Regions from separate parts of the Mus musculus genome. Here region 1 is linked to region 2. Evidence: chromatin contacts called from public HiChIP or PLAC-seq data. All regions are on one chromosome and are shown on one strand. Each heading gives the region's core, a stretch centred on a gene start, on an enhancer-like site or on the middle of the called end of the contact. The rest is flanking DNA. Distances are from core to core; before and after follow the strand shown.

Evidence for each region. HiChIP or PLAC-seq counts read pairs in DNA pulled down with a chosen protein or histone mark.
Region 1: a contact with region 2 is called in an HNF4G HiChIP or PLAC-seq map of pancreatic cancer cells. The contact joins two enhancer-like sites. A contact is called at or near these places in 4 of 484 Hi-C or Micro-C datasets (the 63-12 cell line, CD4 T cells, LSK cells and 1 more), 2 of 115 datasets of contacts at active chromatin or transcription factors (double positive thymocytes and pancreatic cancer cells) and 1 of 9 other capture datasets (embryonic stem cells).

Annotation. Positions count from the first base shown.
Region 1 is chr1:191,789,733-191,795,340 of GRCm38.p6, forward strand. It overlaps the pseudogene Gm20203. Among named protein-coding and RNA genes, the nearest start is that of Gm26203, 20 kb to the left of the region's middle. Within about 2 kb of position 4,084, at least 37 of the 459 cell types and tissues checked have an H3K27ac peak or open chromatin away from gene starts, as enhancers often do. A contact at or near this core is called in pancreatic cancer cells, where this site is marked.
Region 2 is chr1:191,286,760-191,292,385 of GRCm38.p6, forward strand. No RefSeq gene overlaps it. Among named protein-coding and RNA genes, the nearest start is that of Nenf, 29 kb to the right of the region's middle. Within about 2 kb of position 2,197, at least 14 of the 459 cell types and tissues checked have an H3K27ac peak or open chromatin away from gene starts, as enhancers often do. A contact at or near this core is called in pancreatic cancer cells, where this site is marked.

The DNA of each region.
Region 1 (5,608 bases), core at 2,834-5,333, 500 kb after region 2:
AAAGCAGCCCCACCTAAGGTCATCTTAATCTTAGAAGCCAGGGGCAAGGGCTTTATGCCCTTGCCATATTTAATCCACCTTCTTCCTAGGCCATTGTAAATTCCTGTGTATGGGAGTGACTCAGCTGTTATTCTAAGTATTTACTCTAGTTCCTTCTTAGACTGCAACCTTCCTTCTTCCTAGGCCATTGTAAATTCCTGCACATGGGAGTGACTTGGCTATTATTCTAAGTGATTTTGTGGGGGGCTTTCTTCTACTAAGTAATGTAGTCTGCCATATATAACTATAATGAGAATTCCAAGTTTACTTTGTTGAACTAGCCCTGAGATTTCTAGCTCTTACCCAGTAAACTGCAATGTCTGATTTCTTTCACTATCTACGCTGGAGGCATTTCGTCTGAATGAGTAGCATTCTTACTAAAATCAAAGCCTAAGGTTGGCTCAACAATGTCCTAGGATATTGGAACACAGGTGGAGGCTAATCTAACTTAGACATATGTCAAAATCAATCCTTAGAGGCTCTTATAATAAAACAATATTGAAGGAAAGCACACAGATCCGTTCACCGACTGACATAGGGACAAGTTTGGAGCATTCATGCTACAAGATGCCAAGACTCCAGGAGACTAAGTTTCCATGAAACTTTTTGCCTCAGGACTGCATCCAAGCTTTTTGGGCTTGCCACACAGACTTCACTGGAGTGGCTGTGGCAATGGAATTCTTGTTAACGTTCAGCAGTGTGCTCAGTGGGGACCTCAGAGCTTCAGGGCACACATGCACAGCACAGGGTGACTCTCACACTGTGATTTTGCTGGTTAAAATGCCTCTCCAGGAACCCCATGTGGAGGGGCGGAGCCTAACATTCCTAAATTCAATAACAAAATCAGGACTAGTAGATCCTGGCAGCCTACACAAGGTTAGTTCCATGTGATCGCTATGCTGCTGATAATGACATCCCATGACTCTGAATATTTCTTTTTCTTCTTAGCAAAATATTTTATTTGGTTTCTATTTAAAATGTAATGTAAAAAAATTATAAGCTGGACTATTTGATGATATGGGAGCAAGGAGAAACCAAGTCAAAGAGTGACATCCATTTAAAATACATCAAAAGGCCCAATTAGAAAGATTCCAGTGTTCTGAATTGAGATGCATCCATCACATCTCAGTTGCCAAAGATTTGGAAAGACTGGGGCTGAGGGGGCGTGTGCTGAGCAGCTGCTTCAGCCGGAACCCTCACCATCCAGCTTGTTAGAAAGTGTCCATGGCTCTCCTCCTGGTAATGTCTCTCTTAATTTGCTTACAGAGCAAGCAAGACAAGATGGTGGCCATGTAGTCATCACAAGTAGATCCAGGAATACTGCATCGGGTTCCGTAGAGTCCTCACTGCCACCGTTATCCCACACAAATAATTCATTCATGTCAGCTGCCACTTGACATCTAAGACAAGTGGAACAAAAGGTCCCACAGAGGCAGACTCCGTAGACACTGAAGCAATCACACAGGGTGGTCTGCCAGTTGGAATTTTTGAGAGCACGAACAAATCCAGGTTGACTCACAATGACCGTTGGTGCCTGAGCCATCTTCAGTGCAAGGTCTCAAAAGACCAGGTAGTTCAAAAGGTTTGGGCAGAACGGGTCCTGTGATCTGGGGTTGAGTCTTACTACAAATGGGGGGCCGCCATAACCAATTGTTCCCAATAGGACTACTTCAAACAACAGAAATGCGTTAGCATTAACACAATTTGGGATTACCAGATGTCTTAAATCATGTTAGCAAGGCCAGTCCTGTCCCTGCTTCTGGTGACTCAGAGAGGCCTTGGCATGTCCTTCCATCTCTGCTCCACCTGAGTTAGCTTTCTCCCCATAGCCACAGCCTCTCTCCTTAGGACATCGCTCATTAGATTAAGAGCCCTGAACTCAGGATGGCTCCATCTCAAGATCCTGGGAGAATTTTGCCTTCTGAGGCAACGAACTGGGGTGACATGAGTCCAGGGCTGTCCATAGCTACACTGCTCTCACAGAACACTGAGGAAGCTCTGAGGCTAGAGGAGAACATGGATCACACAGAGTAAGAGGCCGCAGAGAGAAAGGTGAGAATGGCGAATCCAAATGCCAAGTGTGAGCCCAAGGATGGCTCCCCCGTGTTATGGAGACTTGTAGTTCTCTGGGTTGTTTAACCTGGTCTGAGCTGAGTGTCTCTCATTTACAAGAGAGCCCAGGCTGAGGATTAACTTATTTATTTAGTGGATTACTCGCTTAGAATGCATGACGCCCTGGATTTGATTCCCAGTGCCGTATAAACCAACTGTGGTGTCACAAGCCTGCAGGCCCAGCACTTGGGAGGTGGAGGCAGGAGGACCAGAAGGTCAAAAATATCTTCAGCTACCCAATGAGTTCAAGGCTAGCCTGGGCTATTCTGAGAAAATATACATACATACATACATACATACATACATACATACATACATACCTATGTACATGAATGAGTTCATCCTAGCTAGTCAGCTTTAACTGCCAAATTGACAGAACCTAGAATTTATCTAGGAAGAGAATTTCAATCAAGGAATTGCCTCTCATAATGGCCCGTGGGCACGTCTGGAGGCAGGGATTGTTCACTGGGTAGAATGGCCCAGTCTTCTGTGGGTAGCACCATCCCGCAAGCAGATGGTCCTAAACCGTATGAGAAAGCTAGATGAGCATACACCTGAGTGCCAGCCAGCAGCTGCTCCACAGTTCCTGTTGTGTCACTTTGTGACGGGAGTTTTCTCGGGGAGAGGCAAATGGTGTGTGGAATAGCAAGCAGGCTTGTCTGGCTTTAGGTTCCTTCTTGAGTTTCTGCCTTGGCTTCCCTCTACGAAGGACAGTACTGTGGACGTGTAACCCAAATAAACCCTTTCTTTCCCAAAGTTGCTTGCTGTCCCGTTGCCCCAAATCCCAGCTGCTTTCTTGCCCCCAGAATCCTGTTTACCCTCTAACACCCAGTTCCAGGCCAAAGCCTCCAGAGAACCTTCCATCACCAGAACTTCCAGTTTGATGTTTTTTTCTTGGTTCCATGCACACTGGGCACATCTCTGCTGTGTCCTGTAGCAGTCATGCCAGAAACTATTGGTCTGTATCCCTTATGATCCAGAGGTGAGCTCCTACCTCCTTTCCCCCTGCTGTGCAGTGGCAGTCTCAGTACAGAGAAGGTGTGTGCCAACAAGCAATGGGCTTGCAGTTTGGCTCTGCTGGGGCAAACTGTAGACAAGACCAGAGACCTTGTGGAGAACGGGGTGCCCCAGCTTCACTGCTCCAGCTAGTGGGATGGAAGTCTACACAGGCCTCCACAGCCGCAGTTCCCAGACATCTTTTGCTTGCTTATTTTCCAGCTCCCCTCAGTGGAACTCACTGTTGGCTTACTTGGCACCCTGGGCCATTTGGCCTTCAGTTAGGCCCAGTCTCCCAGGTGCTGGCCAGAGTCCAAGGTAATCCTTGAGATCACTCTGAGTGTTGTTGGTAAACGACCCAGGAGATTAGGTTACTGCTGGATAATGTTCACTGCCTTTGTTCAGATCCACGTGATGTTGCAGGAGGAGGGACATGGGGTATGAATTATTGAGGAAATCTCGGGTTCTCACCGATTCCCTGGTGATGCTGATATGCCCCGAAACCCGAGAGGAGTGACCCTTGGGTGCTACAGCTAGGATTGAGTACGAGTCAGAGCCAGCCACGGATTGAGACCCAGAGTCTAGAAGTTCATCACAGCCCCATGTGGGAAGCCCTGAGCAGATAGGAGTTCCTAAAAGATCTGCAGAGAGGAAGGAATGGCCCACGGACAGAAACCCAGCTGAAAATCACTCTAGCTTCGGGTGCTGTGAAGACTAAGAGAAAACAAGCCTGACTCCTCCTGGAAGAGCTCAGGGGAGGCATGGTCACCCCTAAAAAGATACTCAGTTCATTGTGGGAGGCCTGATAACAAACAAGGTCCAGGCAAAACTTAAACACCAAGCAGGAGGCCAGAACTAGCCAAGCTGCTGTAGGGGCCCAGCCCAGGATTAGTACCCAGGCAGCCCCACTCCCCTGAGGCCTCTATATAGTCCAATGCAGAGCCTTTGCAAAGCATTCTGGGAACCAACTTGTTTCCTACTCCCTTGGAGCATCGTGAGATGCAATGGCTGCCAGGGTGTTGTTTGTAGCCTGTTGTCTGGGCTGCTATCTGGAAGACGGGGGAAGGAAGGAGAGAGGAGAGGCTGCACAGCATCCATTTCCTGTTTTCCTTTCCTTGTTAGGAGGCAGCTCACATGTTTGCTTAGGCTTCTGGCCACCTGCACTTTGACTCATAGTATCACAGACAGCTACGTTGCAAGAGTGTGTGTGTGTGTGTGTGTGTGTGTGTGTGTGTGTGTGTGTGTGTTTGAACCCACCAGGTCTGAGGTGCAACTCTACAAGCCTGGTATTTGCACACTTGTACATCTGTGCATGGGTGTGGTCAGCTGTGATAACTCCTGTTTTTCCCAGGTGGTCCTTGTGCATATAACCTCGTGCTGTGTTCATGCTCTGAACCTTCTTTAGCGAACACACTGAAAGTTTCCTCTCCAGGTTCAAAGTTCAGAGCTTGATGACATCAGTTTAATATGCTGGTCAGTGAGCTACGGGGCTCCATCTCCACCTCCCAAACCTGCACCATGTCCGGCTTCCATCCCTTTCAACTTTTGCATGATGTGCGAAGTCTTTCCCAGAATACTGGTGGTGCCTCCTCTTCTGCTCATTCATTCTACAGACCAGCTGTGCATCTCTCAAGCCACTGTGGGTTGAGAAGCAGAGACGAGTAAGATCTGGTTTCTGTCCTCATGAAGTATGCACTCATCATGAAGAAAGACCTCAGCTCTGCTCGGCTGCTCAGAGGCAGACTCTGATAAGCCACAGGGAAGGAGGCGTATCCCCCAGAGGGACGCAGGGAAGGGGGGAGGGAAGGGGGGCACATCCCTCACAGGGACACAGGGAAGGGAGTGGGCATATACCCTACCTTCCTCCAGAAACCTGGAGGCCCTTCTTTGAGGTCGCTCTTCTGGCACCAAAACTAGGAGAGGTTTAGTCTTTACTAAGAAACGAGGCCTGTTCCTTAGGCCACCAAGTTTGTAGAAGTTTGTCACAGTAGGTACAGGAGATGAATGTGACAATGTATAACCGAGCATTTACAAAGGTTCAAGTGCAATTCAGCACAGAAGGCAGTGGGCAAATGGGGAGAGGCAGCTGGACACTCATGCGGGTGAGTTCACAACCTTCCACAGCTTTTGACATACACAAAACAAACTCGAAATGGGTCAAAACCTAAATATAAGCAGAATAGTGGCACATGCCTGTAACCCTGACACTCGGGAGGCAGACACAGGAGAATCATGAGTTCAAGGCCAGTCTGAGCTATGTAGCTAACCAATGTTTCACACAAGTAAACAACCAAACTCAAAGGAAAAATGCTGATTGCAAAGCCAAAGTCTTGGCGGAACGTGGCAGCGCGTTCTGTAACCCAGGCACTGAGAAGGTTAAGGCAGGAGGATTGCAGAGAGTCCAAGGCCTGCATGGGCTACAACGTGAATAGCATGCCAGCCACGGCTCAAAAAATAATCA
Region 2 (5,626 bases), core at 947-3,446:
TCTTGGGCCCACGCATGTCCCAGGCTTAACCCACGGCTGCTTATGTTTCATGCCGTGGGCCTGGCCCAGCATCTTTCAGCACAAGCCAATAACCACTGTCACAGCAGTCATGACATGGGTGCCCTAACAAATGGAGTGGCTGTGAGTCTCCAGCTGCCTGGCCTCCACCCAGTGTTATTGATTAAGATGTATAGTGGGTCATCCAATAGACCAGACCAAGAGCCATACAACTGAATAGAAACCAAGCAAGCAGAGAGCCCCACACAGACTGGATTGCCTCACTGCCAGCATGTCAGAGCAGCTCTCCAGAGAGGATGCCTCTGAGCTGTCGTGATAAACAGTCCCTTACTTTACCCTGGCCTGATTTAAGCAGTTGCCTTGCTGTTGTTCTGTTTCCTGTTCCTGCCCGAGCTGTGTTACAAAGCCTCACTAGTAAGTGGAACATCCTCTATTGGAGCACATTGCTGCCTGCTTGATGCAGCATTATTAAAGCCAATTAGGTCTGTGTGCTGGTTGGTATATGCTTGGTCCCAGGAAAGGCACTATTAGGAGGTATGGTCTTGTTGGAGTAGGTGTAGCCTTGTTGGAGGAAATATGTCATTAGGGGGGACCCTCCTCCTAGCTGCCTGGAAGCCAATTTCTCCTGTCTGCCTTCAGAACAAGATATAGAACTCTCAGCATCTCCAGTGCCATGTCTGCCCATGCTTCCTGCCATGATGATAAACAACTGAACCTCAGAACCAATAAGCCAGCCCCAATTAAGTGTTGTCCTTTATAAGAGTTGCCTTGGTCATGGTGTCTGTTTACGGCAATACAATCCTTAACTAAGACAGTCTGTCAAGTACATTTGTTGAAATTTCGTTTTTTAGCCAGTGCCCTGATTGGTGAACTGACCCAAGTGAGAAAGGTAAGGACATAGGTGACATCGTCAGATGACGCATTACAATTGTATCTGATCCAGTGCTTCCTAAACCTGTGTTGCTGTCTGAAAAATGCACATTCATGTACCCGTGCGTCTGGGGCAGTGGTTCTCACCCTTCCTAACCCTGCAGCTCTCTATTCCAGCTCCTCAGGTTGTGGGGACTCCCAAGCATAAAGTTACTTTGTTGTTACTTCATAGCTGTAACTTTGCTACTGTTATAAGTGGTGATGCAAACATCTGTTATGCAGGATATCTGATATGTGACCTCTGTGGAAGGGCCATTCAACCCAAAGGAGTCATGATCCTCAGGTTGAGAACCGCTGTCCTAGTGTGACTAGACAGCCAGTCCCGACAGGTGTGTACTATGGGCAAACAGGACAAAATGAGAACTGTCATGGGTTTTTAAGTCACCACAATTGTGTTTTGTTATTGTTGTCTCTTTTTGACACTAAGGCCAGAGTGTTTCTGGGACGGTGGCTGCTTAATCAACCAAGCCCTGGAAGGAGGAACGACCAGAAGAGAGCCCTGACTCAGGCTGGAATTGAATAAGACCACTGAGGTGTTGGGATTGCATGCTGTTACTACAGCATAATCCACCCAGCCCTGATTAATAGCCCTGAACGAGCCCAGATCTCCAGAATTCCCTTGTGGTCTAAGCTGAGGGGTTTCCCTAAATGCCATTCCTGCCCATGCTTTAGATGGTGTGCTGGGTTTGGGAAGTCTTCTGCCTTTCATGTGGATCTGAGGACCAGTTCTGAGCTGCCTCATACGGGAGACTGCAGTGAGCTGAATGGTACCCTTCAGAAAGGCCTGGACTGTTACATTGCTGGGGGGTTGACGGGGTCTTTGTAAATGTAGTTAACTTAAGGCCGTGAAGCAGAAGATCAGCCTGAATTAGCAATGTGGGCCTTAGTGGCCCAGTGGCAGGTGTACTTTTAAGTGTGAAGCAGGGAGGCCAGGGTTTAACTTAATGGTGGAACAGTTGTTAAGTTTGTTTTTTAAGTTCCAACATTGCTTAATAAACAAGGTACTGAAAATGAAGATAGCTAATGGGGTTAAGATAAGAGTGGTATGGATCAAGTAGGAAGACAACTAAGGAAGATAGTGGAGCCAGCACCGTGTGTATGGAGGGAAAAGGGGGGGGCGCAGAGCCAAGCCTCTCATCCCTGCCAGTGATGTGTTGGGTGTTTCTGGAGTCACCTGAGCACCCCACTCTCTACCGCCCTCCAGCGGCCAGATGTCTAAGGATGACCCAGTCAACACCAGGAGCATGGGAAAGCAGCTCTCTAGGAAGGTACAGCGCCCCATGGGGCACCACAGAGCCTCACAATAGCGCCCCCTGGTGGTCATAGATGGACAGAAAGCAACAGGGGTGAAAAGCGGGGTTTTTTACCTGGAACTGGGGAGGCTCTCATTCTGAGGACGTGCAGCAGAACAAGGGCAAACTGTCAGGACAGAGTGTGGCCTGTGTAGCAGCAGCCAGTGGGAAGCCCTCTGGGGTCAAGCAATGGTGTTAAATATTGGACGGTGATGCTGCCAGTCCTCCTGGAGCAAAGCCTTCACAGCGTGGGACCTGGACTGGAGCAAGCAGGACTGGTGGTAGGGAACACAGGCCTTGCCTGAACTGTAGCAGTGGGAAGGGGAGGACACACCCACTCTGTGGTTTGTTCTTTCTTCATAACTATCAGTTATGCTGGGACCATGAGACTGTGCCCTGGTCCCAGGCTGCCCCTTGCGAACCACGTGGGAAGAAGCTACTGACCTGCCCAAGTAATACTACCCCAAATCTTGATGGTCATTTGCAGAGATCTGGGATGACCTGGACAGTGTTACACTGAGTTTACAGCATCCTGCGAGAGACCTGAGGAATGCAGCAAGCCAGGGATTTGCCCTGAGATGACCTATGCCATCCACTCACCCAACCACAGTGCTCTCTCTCCCCACACCTGCAGGAGGTGCCAGGGTACCAGCCAGGATGGAGGTCAGGGGTAAAGGATGATGGACTGGCTGGGAAGACTGTCCTTCACACTGACAGTTGACAAACCCAGAAAGCATGTGTGTTAGCAGAAATAGGAGGCAGACCATGATGTGTCTCACTTAAGGGCACTGTGCAGCCAGGAGACCCTTTGACTTCGGGGGTGGAGGGAGTGTTTGCAATTTCACCTTGCTGTCTGAGGTGTGGAGTCCTCGATGCTCTAGGATACCGTCATGGTGGGAAGACCTATGGGTGAGGCAGGAGGCAGCTCGCAGCAGAATGACACGTCCCCTTTTTTGTTCAGTCTAGGACCTCAACCCATGGAAGGTGCCACCCAAATTCAGGATCTCTTCGGTCCACTCTTAACTCTGGAGATACCTCCATAGACACACCCAAAGGGTCATCTCCTAGGTGATTCTAAATCTAGCAAAGCTGACAATACAAACTCACCTTGGTCACCTTGATACCAAACACTTCTTTACATCTGAGCAGCTTCTTGCTAGTTTGCACTCTGGGCCTTAAACTGCATCCATCATAATTACCAAGGACTAGCCAGGCATGGTGGTGTATGTCTTTTATCCCAGAACCCAGGAAGCAGAGGGAGGCAGATCTTCAAGTTCAAGGCTAGCTTGGTCTACAGAGTGAGTTCCAGGGCATCCAGGGCTACATAGAAAAACCTTGTCTTGAAAAACAAAACCAAATAACAACAACAAAAACCCGCTAAGGACTAATACTATTCTGTATGGTAATGCTATTATCAGTACCTTTTGTTGTTGGGATAAAAAGGACCACAAGGGCAACTTATAGAAGGAAGGGTTGTTTAAGCATATGATCCTGGAGGGCTGGAGTCCATCCTGGCAGGGAGCGGTGGCAGAAGCAGCAGACATGGCAGCAGGATCAGGAAGTGGAGAAATCGCATCTTCAACAGTAACTACAAAGCAAGAAGAGCACACTGCGAGTGAGGTTAGAAACTCCCAACACCCACTCTCTCTCACTAATGGACATCCACCAGAAAGCCTACAGGTTCCAGAGCCTCCCCAAACAGTCAAGCAACTGGGGACCAAGCATCTAAATACCTGAGCCTATGGAGGACATTTCTCCCTCAGACCACCACATTCCACATACATACCACATACCACACACACACTAATACATGCATGCATGCACATGCACACACAAAGGCACACACACACATACATGACCACATTAACAGTTACAATAAGGAATATACTGGGTAGTTCATTTATTATAACTCTTCCTTAGGAATAAAGCCAGAATGCTAGAATGTGTGACATCCTCATTGGTCGTTATGTGGAACCAGCTATCCACAGACTCTCAGGGATGGTGTGGTAAATCCTGAGGCTCTGAGCAAAGGGTCTTCTCATATTTGGTTGAGACTCGTTTAGCCTTTAAGACACCTTCAGGGCTGGTGAGATGGCTCAGTGGGTAAGAGTACCCGACTACTCTTCCAAAGGTCCAGTGTTCAAGTCCCAGCAACCACATGGTGGCTCACAACCATCCGTAACAAGATCTGACGTCCTCTTCTGGTGTGTCTGAAGACAGCTACAGTGTACTTACATATAATAAATAAATAAATCTTAAAAAAAAAAAAAAAAGACACCTTCAGGGGCCAGGGAGCACAAGAAGGGAGGCCGCTGACTCTGTGCTGACTGCCATCCTAGGGACCTAGAGTCGCAGTATCCCAGGCATCAGGTAATATCAAGACCAGACTTGGGCAGTGTCCAGCAGTATGACAGGCCAGGGGCAGGCAGGTGGCACTATGTATGTACAGGAAACATCTTGGCAAGCTGGAACAGTGTCTGTGGTGGTGCAGGTCTGTAATCCCAGCACTCCATAACCAGAGGCCAGCTCGAGCTACATAGTAGCTTTGAAACCAGCCTGGCTACACAGTGAGTAGCAAAAAGCCAGAAAACTAGAGGCTGGGGAGCTGGCTTGTCAGCCAGAACCATCTCGCTCTTGAAGAGGACAGATCCATTCCCAGCACCCATGGCAGGTGGCTCACAGCCAACTGTAACCAGTTTTCTAGGGTGTCTGATGCTCCTGGCTTCTGCAATCACCTGCACACATGTGCACATACCCCTACACATACACATAATTAAAGAAATAATAAGTCAGCCAGGTATAGTGGCCCATGTTTTTAATCCTAGCACTCAGGAGCAGAGGTAGGCAGATCTCTGTGAGTTTGAGGCCAGCCTGGTCTACATAGTGAGTTCCAGGACAGAACAGTCTAATGATCTTCTTCTTCCTCTTCCTCTTCCTCATCCTCTTCCTTCCCTCCCCCTCCTCTCCTCCTCCCCCTCCTCTCCTCCTCTTCCTCATCCTCTTCCTCCCCTCCCCCTCCTCTCCTCCTCCCCCTCCTCTCCTCCTCTTCCTCCTCCCCCTCCTCTCCTCCTCCTCCTCCTCTTTTTCCTCCTCCTCCTCCTCTTCCTCTTCCTCCTCCTTTTACTTCTTCATCCTTTTTTTATAAAGGCCAACACTAAAGAAATTAATAAATAAAAAGTGTCTGCTAGGGGCAGTTCTTCCTTTTTATAGTTCTTAAATGACCAAGATTTTTTACATTACAAAAAGCTTTCTGCTTATAATTAGACCAAATGATCATGTTATTCCACCACAGGGAAACCAGGTTTGGCCCTACACCCAGCAGCTGCTGCTACTATAGGGGCCTTTGGCCTCATGAGACCAGAGCCCCTTTCCCCATGCTAATCTCA